Regions from separate parts of the Xenopus tropicalis genome. Here region 2 is linked to region 1. The links are chromatin contacts, called in public Hi-C maps. All regions are on one chromosome and are shown on one strand. Each heading gives the region's core, a stretch centred on a gene start, on an enhancer-like site or on the middle of the called end of the contact. The rest is flanking DNA. Distances are from core to core; before and after follow the strand shown.

What was found. A called contact is a pair of places that touch in the nucleus more often than the background predicts.
Region 2: a contact with region 1 is called in a Hi-C map of neurula embryo, with 2.2 times the contacts expected there. The contact joins two enhancer-like sites. A contact is called at or near these places in 2 of 5 Hi-C or Micro-C datasets (brain and neurula embryo).

The regions. Positions count from the first base shown.
Region 1 is chr1:205,600,111-205,603,918 of UCB_Xtro_10.0, reverse strand. No RefSeq gene overlaps it. Among named protein-coding and RNA genes, the nearest start is that of smad7, 5.1 kb to the right of the region's middle. Within about 2 kb of position 2,083, at least 7 of the 11 cell types and tissues checked have an H3K27ac peak or open chromatin away from gene starts, as enhancers often do. A contact at or near this core is called in neurula embryo, where this site is marked.
Region 2 is chr1:205,732,145-205,735,952 of UCB_Xtro_10.0, reverse strand. The region is part of intron 13 of dym (dymeclin); the gene reads left to right. Among named protein-coding and RNA genes, the nearest start is that of smad7, 140 kb to the right of the region's middle. Within about 2 kb of position 2,067, at least 1 of the 11 cell types and tissues checked has an H3K27ac peak or open chromatin away from gene starts, as enhancers often do. A contact at or near this core is called in neurula embryo, where this site is marked.

The DNA.
Region 1 (3,808 bases), core at 834-3,333:
ACTCCGAGGCCTCCTTGCTTTACTCATGTCTGTGCTGGTAGTTGCTGCACCCACTTAGCGTATGATTTATCTCTCTGAAAGGGAAGGACATTCCTGGGATGAAAATGAGAGTATCCCAGTACTGCTGAGGGTAAGGCATGTTTCAAGCATGGAGAGTGATAGAGCGCCAGTAAGGTTAGTGGAAAAAATCCTCAAGAGGGGAATATCTGCTGATTCAGCCTTGTTGGATACAATATATATATGTTATACATTATATATATCATACATAGCATGTCCAAAAAGTGAGCCCTGAGGTTGCCAAATAGGGGGAGCATTCCTTTACAAGAGGAGCCTTGGCCTCTGCACACAGAGCAGCCTCAATCTTATCTATGGAGGCAACTCAATTCCTTTATCTCTTTTATAAAGAAGGGACCCGCAAGCTAAAGATCCACCACTTGACTTAAAGACTAAAAGTGAGCTCTTCTAGCCTGTAAATGTTCATCAGAGTCTTCGAGACAATCCTGTTGTTTGACATAAAGACGCCCTCCAACTCCAGAAAGCTTCTGGACCATTCCATTGATTTAAAGACTTCCTTCAACTTCTTTAACCTTCCATCAGAGTCTTCTTGATTGTGCTGTTGGTTGACTGAAGGTCCCCATACACGGGCAGATTGTTGCTGCTGATATCGGTCCCTTGGACCGATATTGGCAGCTTATCTGCCCGTGTAGGGGCAGAAACGAGGGGCCTGGCCAACCGATATCTGGCCTGAAATTGGCCATATCTCGATCGGCCAGGTTAGAAAATTCAGTCGGATCAGGGACCACATCGGCTCGTTGATGCGGTCCCCGAACCGACTGCCCCTTGCCACCAGTATAATTAGATCGTTTGGCCCCAGGGCCATCTCGACAAGCGAGTGGATCTCAGTGTGTATGGGGACCTTTAAAGATTCCCTCCAACTCCTGGAAGCTTCCACCAGAGTCTTCCAGACCATCCCATTGTTGGACTTGTAGACTCCTTCCAAGTCTTGTAAGCTTCCATTAGAGCAGGGTTCCTTAATCATGAGCTACGCTCTGATGTAGAAAGTGTTGGTGAGCCACACAAGCATGAACCTAGTATGGTTTGGCCACCAAGGTGATGAGCCAAACTTGCCATATCCCATTGTTTTGCTCCCCAGCGAACAACTAGACCATAATAATCGCCTATGCTGACCCATAGTGAGATACCTGTACCAACAGTCTGGTTCAGACCTCCTTTGATAGCATTTTCCAAGTCAATGGATAGTCCATTTGGCAGTTGGCTGATCCCTGAGCAGATATCGATTAGACAGAATATTAATTTGGCCCCACACACAGTCCAAGAACTGTATACTAAGCTTGAAGTGGCCAAGTCAGCAATCAATGTCAGCCCATGTATGGCCAGTTTTACCCTTTGTGCTCCCCACCCTTCATGAATAGAACTGACCTGTAGCCCATGTCCACATCCCGGCTATCAAGTAGCAGCAGTCTAATGTGTCGTATGCTTGAAGTTGTCTGAAGATTGCCTGAGGGTGGGTTTGGTATCAGCATTTGACAATGGGATTGTTAGGTATAATGGACACATGATTACCTATCACAAAATAATACACATACAGTGTTCTTCTCCCAAGCAGTAAAGGCAGCCACCCTTGAGTTCCTAAATAGGGAGGACCAGATGTGACCAGGTATATATTCCCCATTTTAATCTCTTAGTTTGAAAAAGAAATAAAGAAAATAATAAAATCCCTAACACCCCCAAATAAAAATCAAAGAAAGACCAACTGCAACATTGCTTAGATTACTTAAGTGTAGAACAAACACAAATGTAAAACTGAACTTCCCCTTTAAATTTTGACATAAACAAGGTTTATAGGGGATTTTAAAAGGTGTAATACAGAGTATATGGCTGGCAGGAAAGCCCCCACACACATATATACTGTACATGAGCAGGGGGGAGGGATACACAGCATTACAGGGGGGGCACACTGCACACTAGCGTGACTGCACAAGGGGAAGAGCTGTGTGTAGTGTCTGCTCTTAATGGCTTGTGGAAGGGAATTTTTTTCTCTAGGATCTTATTTATCTTTTGTGTTGTCTTTGTTGTGTCTCACACCCCGGTGCTGTTGGTTAAACAATTAGGTTAACAGTGCCCTGGCTCCAACTGTCTGCCAAGCTCAGAATTGCAATGCAAATCGGCTGCTTTTATTGTTTGACTTTCAGTTCCCTCGCACAGACGCCTGGGACTCCAGAGAGCAAATAAAGCCAGGGGTGAGTGAGAGGCACTGACTGAGGCACCCACCTCTCCAGCAGGTACACTCAGAGGGCACACTCACCCGAAGGGCACACTCACCCGATCCACTTCAGCTTTCTGTACATAAAGTACTTAGCCTGGGATACAGTATTTAGCCTGGGGTACAGTATTTAGCCTGGGATACAGTATTTAGCCTGGGATACAGTATTTAGCCTGGGATACAGTATTTAGCCTGGGATACAGTATTTAGCCTGGGGTACAGTATTTAGCCTGGGATACAGTATTTAGCCTGGGATACAGTATTTAGTCTGGGATACAGTATTTAGCCTGGGATACAGTATTTAGCCTGGGATACAGTACTTAGCCTGGGGTACAGTATTTAGCCTGGGATACAGTATTTAGCCTGGGATACAGTATTTAGCCTGGGATACAGTATTTAGCCTGGGATACAGTACTTAGCCTGGGGTACAGTATTTAGCCTGGGATACAGTATTTAGCCTGGGATACAGTATTTAGCCTGGGATACAGTATTTAGTCTGGGATACAGTATTTAGCCTGGGATACAGTATTTAGCCTGGGATACAGTACTTAGCCTGGGGTACAGTATTTAGCCTGGGATACAGTTTTTAGCCTGGGATACAGTATTTAGCCTGGGATACAGTATTTAGCCTGGGATACAGTACTTAGCCTGGGGTACAGTATTTAGCCTGGGATATAGTATTTAGCCTGGGATACAGTATTTAGCCTGGGGTACAGTATTTAGCCTGGGATACAGTATTTAGCCTGGGATACAGTACTTAGCCTGGGATACAGTATTTAGCCTGGGATACAGTATTTAGCCTGGGATACAGTACTTAGCCTGGGGTACAGTATTTAGCCTGGGATACAGTATTTAGCCTGGGATACAGTACTTAGCCTGGGATACAGTATTTAGCCTGGGATACAGTATTTAGCCTGGGATACAGTACTTAGCCTGGGATACAGTATTTAGCCTGGGATACAGTATTTAGCCTGGGGTACAGTATTTAGCCTGGGATACAGTATTTAGCCTGGGATACAGTACTTAGCCTGGGGTACAGTATTTAGCCTGGGATACAGTATTTAGCCTGGGGTACAGTATTTAGCCTGGGATACAGTATTTAGCCTGGGGTACAGTACTTAGCCTGGGATACAGTATTTAGCCTGGGATACAGTATTTAGCCTGGGATACAGTATTTAGCCTGGGATACAGTACTTAGCCTGGGATACAGTATTTAGCCTGGGATACAGTATTTAGCCTGGGATACAGTACTTAGCCTGGGGTACAGTATTTAGCCTGGGATACAGTATTTAGCCTGGGATACAGTATTTAGCCTGGGATACAGTACTTAGCCTGGGATACAGTATTTAGCCTGGGATACAGTATTTAGCCTGGGATACAGTACCCACCCAGAACAGGATACAGAGCTCACAGTGACTGGACTACAGTACTTGCCCAAACTGGCACGAAGTACCCACACAGACACGGATATAATAGGTAGAGAGCACTCAGACTGGGAGAGAGCGCACATAACCAGTGGGACAG
Region 2 (3,808 bases), core at 818-3,317, 130 kb before region 1:
CTTTATAAATAAATGTTAATGTAATGTAATGTAAATAGTTAGAGTAGTTTGGGCTAAAAGCTTTGCAGCTCTTCATGCCTGTAACAGTGCCTTCCAGCAGGGGGCAGACTTGCTCTCTACAGTCCAACTATGGACCCGTTCCTATCGGCCCCTCTGCTGAGCTCTGCTCACAAGCGCTCGTATGTTACAGTCAGGGTGAAACTGCTTATTTTAACACTTGCTATTTTTGTGTGTGATTACGGCAGTGTCAAAGCAGATGATTCAAAGAAATCTAAATTTACATTTGCAGTAACTCGGAGCTTCCTAAAAATACTCTTATATCCAGTAAATATGTGTTTTTTAATTCAACTTTTAAACGAGCAAAGTATTGTGCAAGTTATTAGCAGGAGAAATATATAATAATGATAAATATTATCTGAGGGGCAAAACCTTTCCCCGCCCCCTTTCAATCGCCCCCCAATCCTGTTCTTCATGTTTGGCCGGTAGTTATTGGCAGGGTAATTGTTTGGGTTATATGTAGAGCGCCGGGAATTTCCAGATGCCAAATGCCAGGCAGCTTATGGGGCCATGTTTGGGGCCCTCGGGGGGGTCCTGCCCAGGTATTGGGCAGATATCAATAGGAAAGGTGGTGTGAAGATAAGGTCCTCTCCAAACGGGTCTCCATAAGCTTCCATTATGGTCCAGTCATTGCCCTCGGGGCCAAAAGATTGGATCATTCCTATTGGGCCCACTAAATTTTTGGCCAAATCAGGTATCTTGCCAAATGAGTGGATCTTACCATGTATGCCAAGCTGTACGTGGCACCCATACGGTATAGGGACTCCCTGACACATAGGATACACAGAAAATATTCTAAGGGTATAAAACTACTGTAGAATTAAGCATTTCAGGGGGGCAAATTAGGAAAAGGTGAACTTCAATATAGAATTGATGCCATTTTGTGCTGTTCCTTCTCTATCTCTCTTTCTCCCCCCCCCCCCCGTGCAGGAGGCGGAGTCAGAGTTTGATGGACAGATCACTTAAATACATCATTGGTCTGTGCTTACTTTGCCCAGACAGGGTATTAGCCCTAACTGTCCATCAGATCCGGACCCCCAGCTCCTGCACTGACAGGCAGATTGTGGAAAGAGTAGGAGAAGGAAGATCCATTTAATGATTTCAGTAATAGGGCAGTATCTTCATTTATTGTGTTTATTCCCATGATATCAGTTTTATAGTTAATACTTTATTTTCGTGATAGTTCCCCTTTAAAGGGTCCCAGTCAGTTGTGCATATACATGTATATATATATCTAACTACTAATTATGTATATATCTATATATATTATATATATTTTATATATTTTTAGTTTGTGGGGAGGATGGGGCTTGCCTGGCCAGACTGTCAGCACAATAAGACCGGCATGCAGAATGATTGGCCAATGGGATCATCGGTGACCAATCATGTGGGGCTTATGTAGGAGCTTTAGAATAAATGAGGGCTGTTCCCTCCCAGCCACAAACCAACTCAGTGTTCAGTTTGCAGAAGGAATGTGTCTTGGGGCAATGGCACCCCGGGCAATTCCCAGCGTTTGGCCACCTAGGCGAGGGTTTGCAGGCAATAGTCTGGCACTGGGGGGGGAATAGGAATTCCATTTCTACTAATTAGCAGTGGAATGATAGAAGCGGCTGCAGCGCTGCGGGGGGCACTCAGCCTATAGGAATGGGATTTTAATCATATTATTGGAGTCTCTTTGCCAGAGGAACCCGGAGAGTCAGGACTCATCCATCTTTCAGCAGCGCGCCTGATTTGTGTTCTCAGGAAACGTTAGCGCGTCATATGTTTCTTTATTCCACACAAGGCACACACAATGGCGCAGTCTGCAGTCGGGGGCACCGCGCCGGAGATATAGGCTGGAATGTATGAAAGAGAAGTATTTAATCTGAATGTTGTGTCCTACAGCACAATCAGTCTGCTCCGGCACTATCAGCTCTCAAGGGTCTGTCTCTGCTTTCTTTCCTGTTTGTGCTCTTACTGATTCTCTGAAGAGGCTCAGATAGGCCGCTAGCATGACAGATTAGGCATGGGTGCAGGCTGCGGCCAGGAATGCTGCCACTTAGTGAGCCGCGCAGAAGCCATTCACTGCCTGCCCCACTTCTGCCCCCTTGCAGCTATTTTGGGTTTGGCGCCTACACACCTTACTGATTGCAGCCGCACTGACTGGTCGGATTTCCCACATGCCTGGAAATAAACCTTTGTCTTGTAGTAAACTGGAAGCCCTGTACTTAAAGGGAAACTATACCCCCAGAATGAATACGTAACCAACAGACAGTTTATATCATATTAAGTGACCTATTAAAGAATCTCCCCAAACTGGAATATATATATCAGTAAATATTGCCCTTTTACAGCCTTTCCCTTGAGCCGCCATTTAGTGATGGGCTGTGTGCTCCCTCAGAGATCAGCTGACAGGAAGTGATGCAGCTCTAACTGTAACAGGAAGTAGTGTGGGAGCAAAAGGCAGAACTCTGCCCATTCATTGGCTGATGGGGCCTAGCATGTATGTGTGCCTTGGCTTGTTTGTGTGCACTGTGAATCCTATGATCCCAGGGGGCGGCCCTTAATTCTTAAAATGGCAGTTTCCTATTTAGGATTACCCAATGGCACATACTGCTAAAAAAAGTATATTTTATGAAAATGGTTTATTTAGATGAAGCAGGGCTTTATATATGTATTTTTATAGAGCCCTACATTGTTTGGGGGTATAGTTTTCCTTTAAAGTAAACCAGGGCTGGCCAAACAGGGCCTCCGATTGTACTACTAGGCGCTACAAACTCCACTGTCCCCCAATGAACTAACAGTTAATTAGCGCATTCATTAATGGAACTGAACTGCTTATCAATAGTATAGCGTAATATCAGCTGTTTATACTGCACAGAAAAGGGGCGAAGTCTGATTTCCTAACAGCTGCCTGGTTGCAAGGGTAAGTTAACCCTAGCAGCTGCACAACAATGGCCATAGAATACCGATACCATGCTACAAGTTCATGTTAGGGTGAGCAACCCCTAATGGGATAATGCTGAGCTACGTGTGAGGGTCCCCGGAGCTTTCCCTCCGACTGGGCAGATAAGCATTGCAGTTACTTCATGTGCTGCTCCCCAGCTTTGGAATGTGATATCCGATGCTATTGGCACTCACTAATTCAATTATCCCTGTCCCGGAATGGCCCAGCATTCGCCTCCCATTGTACTGACCTCAAATATACTAAGGCCAGTGGTACCTCCAGCCCACGGTACCATTGATCCAAACAGAATGGAACACTACATTCTTATCCTTTTCATTTATATGTGTAATATAGAGCAGTGCCCAGTCTGGTTATGGAAGGAAGGAATTGACAGCCACACAGACTGCACGACTGCTTACAGTGCCCTGTGTATCTGCCCTGTGTATCTGCCCTGTGTATCTGCCCTATGTATCTGCCCTGTGTATCTGCCCTGTGTATCTGCCCTGTGTATCTTCCCTATGTATCTGCCCTGTGTATCTTCCCTATGTATCTGCCCTGTGTATCTGCCCTGTGTATCTGCCCTGTGTATCTTCCCTATGTATCTGCCCTGTGTATCTTCCCTATGTATCTGCCCTGTGTATCTGCCCTGTGTATCTTCCCTATGTATCTGCCCTGTGTATCTGCCCTGTGTATCTGCCCTGTGTATCTTCCCTATGTATCTGCCCTGTGTATCTTCCCTATGTATCTGCCCTGTGTATCTTCCCTATGTATCTGCCCTGTGTATCTGCCCTGTGTATCTGCCCTGTGTATCTGCCCTGTGTATCT